2 separate regions of the Lactuca sativa genome follow, and region 1 is linked to region 2. The links are chromatin contacts, called in public Hi-C maps. All regions are on one chromosome and are shown on one strand. Each heading gives the region's core, a stretch centred on a gene start, on an enhancer-like site or on the middle of the called end of the contact. The rest is flanking DNA. Distances are from core to core; before and after follow the strand shown. Region 1 holds the start of LOC111901411 (ABC transporter G family member 25). Region 2 holds the start of LOC111902325.

What was found. A called contact is a pair of places that touch in the nucleus more often than the background predicts.
Region 1: a contact with region 2 is called in a Hi-C map of seed, with 6 times the contacts expected there. The contact joins the promoter of LOC111901411 here to the promoter of LOC111902325 in region 2. A contact is called at or near these places in 2 of 4 Hi-C or Micro-C datasets (leaf and seed).

Annotation. Positions count from the first base shown.
Region 1 is chr4:273,174,571-273,177,270 of Lsat_Salinas_v11, forward strand. LOC111901411 (ABC transporter G family member 25) reads left to right here and starts at 1,296. Exons shown (of 4, transcript XM_023897261.3): 1 at 1,296-1,507; 2 at 1,579-2,419. The coding sequence starts at 1,424.
Region 2 is chr4:272,963,988-272,966,687 of Lsat_Salinas_v11, forward strand. It overlaps LOC111902325, which reads right to left and starts at 1,404. Exons shown (of 8, transcript XM_052770584.1): 1 at 588-1,404; 2 at 157-448; 3 at 1-46.

The DNA of each region.
Region 1 (2,700 bases), core at 46-2,545, 210 kb after region 2:
TTGCATGTATAATAGAGAAAACATAGATCCAAGGTATTTAGGGTTGCATGTATACCTAGGAGTGTTAGAATGCTAAAAACCCAAAAGTATTAACGTTAAACAAGTAATGTTTTGAATACAATGTAAATGCTATGTTATCAATACAATAGTTGTTGTTGCTTTGATTACTATTTTTCAATTGTTGTGATAGTGTACATGACGTCATCCACCCCCAAACATTTCTGTTATTTCGGTTTGGAGGTGTGACAGACAGAGTATTGACACGACGATATGTTTGACGAATCAAATGATAATTCGGATATGTTCGTCGAGAGCGAGGATTCTGATGATGAGAATGACGTTGATAAGAACGACGATGATGAGTTCGATGCCGAGGATGGTGATTCCAAGTGACGTATTTTTTTTTAATTCGGATATTAATTATGTTTTCTAAGTTGTGGTTTTTTAATATTTGTTTTTTCTAATATATATATATATATATATATATATATATATATATATATATATATATATATATATATATATAATTTTTAAAATTGCTTATTTTAATGTATCTTTGAATGTTATTTTTAACTAATGAATTAATTTTTATTTTTTATTAAAATTTATGTTTATTATTTATTTAAAAAAATTTATAAATCATCAAAATCAATTAATTTTATAAAAAAAAAAACAAAAAATAAAAAGTGAACGAAGGTTCCGGCACATTATCTTACTTTTGGTGAGGAAAGAAAAGTAGGATTAGAAATGTGACAGAAAAAAAAATAAATAAATAAATAAAGGGAGTTTTGCGCACATACCTTGCGGTCTAAAAAAAATAACGGGAGTTTTGCACACATACCACCTTGCGGTCTAAAAGACATTAAGCAAAGGCAATTGGGCAACAAAAAGAGGCACTGCCAACGCATTTATCGGATGTTAAAAAGGGATAGAAAAAATAAATAAATAAATAAACTTTTAGACCGAACGAGATATAGAAATTAGGACAAGAAAAGTTTAAAAGAGATGTATTATTAACTTCTTACAATCACAAATCGTCACCAACATGTTGAAACCCATGGCTAGTTATTGAGATCCAAACAAATTATAATTCTTTATACATGTGCACCTAACTTTAAAATTAATAAAACATGTATAATAAAATATTTAAGATACGAACCATGCAAATAAAGGATGTAAAACTAAAGCACAAAATATAATTGGGGAGTGGAGCCAACTTTTAACTAAAAGGAGAATCAACCATCACCTACACCTGCCACGTACCAATTTTCCCCTTAACGTGTGTCACCCTCTTTTGACGTCGGAACCCACTGTCAACATCCCCCATGATCTCCATAAATACTCCCATCTTCATTCTTGTGTTCATTCCCTTCATTTTCTTCTATTTTATGATTTTATCTCTAACATAAAAAAATAAAAAAATATGACTCAAGAACATCATACCACTCATCCACCCAAAAACCAGTCCTTAGGGATCTCGTCGTCTTCGTCTCCCGTCCATCTGAAGGTATATATAATTTTTTTTTTCTGTTGTACTTGTACGTGTGATCGATGCTGATTGTTTGTTCGATTTTGCAGTTCATTGACATCTGTTATAGAGTGAAGATTGAAAATAATGGTGGAAACAACTTGATTGGGAGCATATTGGGCGGAAGTGAAACCTCGACTAGTGACGATTGCAGTAGGATCCAAGAACGTAGCATCTTGGAGGGGATCACTGGAATGGTACACCCTGGTGAACTCCTGGCCGTCTTGGGCCCGTCGGGGAGCGGGAAGTCCACCCTCCTGAACGCGCTTGGGGGGAGGCTACATGGACACCAGTTCACCGGAACAGTACTTGCCAACGGTCGTAAATTGTCGAAAACAGTACTCCGACGAACTGGGTTTGTCACCCAGGACGACGTACTGTACCCCCACCTCACTGTCCGGGAAACTTTAATCTTCTGCGCCCTTCTCCGTCTTCCGCAGAGCCTCACCCGGGGGGAGAAAACGGAGGTGGCGGATTCCGTGATCGCAGAGCTGGGTTTGTCGAAATGCGAGAATACCATCATAGGTAATACGTTTATCCGTGGGGTCTCCGGCGGGGAACGTAAGCGCGTGAGCATCGCACATGAGATGTTGGTAAATCCGAGCTTATTGATACTAGACGAACCGACGTCAGGTCTGGACTCGACGGCGGCGCACAGGCTGGTGTCCACCCTAGCTGGGTTGGCACACCAGAAGGGAAAGACGGTTGTTACGTCGGTGCACCAGCCGTCGAGCAGGGTGTTCCAGATGTTTGATACTGTGCTGGTTTTGTCGGAAGGAAGGTGCATTTACTTTGGGAAAGCGTCGGAGGCCATGAGTTACTTTGAGTCGGTTGATTTCCGGCCATCTTTTCCGATGAATCCAGCTGATTTTCTGCTTGATCTTGCAAACGGTAATCAATTTCATACTCCTATATACACTTTTATATCATGATATCCGTGACTGTCTCCTCAAACATCCATTCCTAGACTGTCTATAATAACTGTGTAGCTAGTGAAAACCTTAAACACTCCATCGGGTCTCATGAAATTAATTAATTGACCCAACTCAACGATCATGCAGATAAAGTTAAAACTTATACATCAACGTTGTAAATATTGGCTTTACTTTTGGTTTAAATATTTAAATAAAAAACGAGAAAATGCATACCCATAGGCCATAGCCATCAGGGAC
Region 2 (2,700 bases), core at 154-2,653:
TTAGAATAGGTAAAGCGATTACCTATTGAGAATCCAACTGTTTTTCCTGAAAAAAATTTGGAAGACAAATTATAAAACCCAACAACATTCCTATGGTTAAATTTGTGATTATTTTCAATCCACATCTTAAAACCTAGAAATTTTGGGATGGGATACCTGGTGATTTCGGTGAAGATTCCAAGTTCGTTGAATCTGAGCTTGGGCTCTTGAAGCCAATTTTAGGATAGAGGTTGATTGTGTGTGCTTCGGACCGTGATGGAAGCAAAAACAAAACAGAAGTTCAAACATGTGCAAGTGAAATTGAATGAAGAAACCGTAGATATTTGCATCAAAAAGAAGATGATTTGCTTACCTGCAATTCTGGCAAAACCATTGCTTCCTCCACTCCCACACCTTAAGCCGATTGTGATGAACACTATCACAGTCGTATAGCATATTCCCACATTTGCTGGACAACGACGAAGCGAAGCATGTTTCAACAAATATTGCTTGTTTTACTTTTATCACAAACCATGAGGCAAAAAGAAAAAAATCAAACATGTAGGAACAAAACTAGAGTAACAAAACTGCAAGAACTAAGTATGGACCTGTTAAGTCGTCTGATGGTCTGATGGTTGCATAGACCGGTCCAATGGTGGTAAGAAGGAATCGTAAGATAGGCAGCAGTGGAGGGGTGGAGGATACTAGTAACAAAAATTTAGGTCCCAAAATTGCGACCAAAAATCAAAACCCTTGTTAATTTGGAGTATGGGATACATGAAAAAGTTGCGAATTGTAAAGATTATGGCAAAGTAACATGTTTGTAGCTCCAATTCGGGGATGCTCGCTCGACGCTAATAAACGAAACCTAGGTAAAAGAGATGGTAGATGAGGAGTGGAAGACAGAAGGATTGAGAGACATATACGGTGGAATTGAAATCACAGACAAGGATTGATAGAAAGAAGAAAGAGAGGAAGAGTCGATGGCTTTCACAAGCCGTAACGATGTCTTCTGGGCTCCACCAATCAATGGAGGAAGCCCTAATCACACGGTTGTAGAATATAGAGAAGATGGTGACGCCGATGGTAAATGGGTTGAGGGTTTTGTCGGTTTGATCCGACTCAGTTTAGAACAGAACGCAGAAAAAAACTGATCGGTGGTGGAAGGATCGGGAAGACACGTCTGAAGAAAACCTGAAAGTTGTGGAGGCCTCTACTTCTCCCAGTTACCGCTATAGATAAGGAAGAAACTGAAAGGATAGATTACCTACAGGTGGTGTGGGGATAAAATAACCGGCAAACCGCACTGTTCTAAGGACGGTCATATGTGAAACTGGGCACGATGACCAACATGTGGACAGGAGAAAAGAATATTTTCCATCCTTATACAAAAATTCTATAATCAAGAGACCATTTCTATCAAAAACTCGCAAGTTCACTATTTATCTTGCAACACAACTTTAATATATATATATATATATATATATATATATATATATATATATATATATATATATATATATATATATATATATATATAATAGATATATATATATATATATATATATATATATATATATATATATATAATAGATACAGGTAGATTTGAAACCAGGTTGAGATATATTTCAAACTTCAATATTTGATTTATGTTGATGATTAAATAGTCATGTTGAAGTTTTAAAGTGTTTCCTAAAAATTCATGAGTTATCTATTAAGTTAGACTTTGTTTATGAAAAAGAAGAAACATTAAAACTGGTAATTGAAAATCTGACAGTTTTGACTTTCTAGACTGGAGTCCAAGAAATGTTAAAATGGATAAGGCAAAGGCTCAACTTATTTAGAAGAATAATTGTACATTGTTGAAAGTGCATCACAGGAAGTTTAAAAGTGAACACTAAGTTTTACAATGCTTTAAATTTTATAAACTTTACAGATTATAAAACTAATTTGAAATAAAATAAACAAATAAGGTATGTTTTGAAATGTAGGCAATAGAGATGTTTTATAAACATATTTGAAGTAGAAAGTTGCAAATTTATCATATTGGATTTCAAGAAAACACATTTAAGTAAATTACAATGTCTAAATGAGAAAGTAGTCAAAAGAGTCAAAACAAAAGTGGTTTGAAAGATCCGATGAAGTTTTTACACATAATATGAATTTCAGTGTCATATGTTTAGGTTTTATCATAGGGTTTAAACACTTTTATAAAAGAAAGTGTTTTTAAGTTTTCGAAATGTAACAAAATCGTGACAATGTTTAAAATGATTTATATGCCTTGGAAAGAAAAAATAGCTATTGAAATATATTTGAAACGGAATTGGAATGGTAAGGTTCAGATAAACATTAGTTAAATTAACTTTTGAAGAAAAGTGCTCAGTTGAAGCCATTTAGCAAAAGTAAAATCGGTTGTTCTTAGCAAAAAAAATATAGCTTACATGGTTAGGAAAGGTCTAGTAAACCACTTCAATAGGTATTGTTTTCTCGAAATTAAGCTATTTTCTGAATACAAGTCAAAGCTAGTGGGACCATAAGTGTTATGCTTATATGATAATAATCATCATGATAGTGGGAGCATAAATGTTATGCTTGTAAGACATTATGCATCGTGTCCCATACGCTTCAGGTATAGGATCGATTGCAAATGCTATAATATATGACTAAGATAATTAAACAAATATCAAAGGACGATCCAAAGCTCGCTGAGGATTGGTCGTT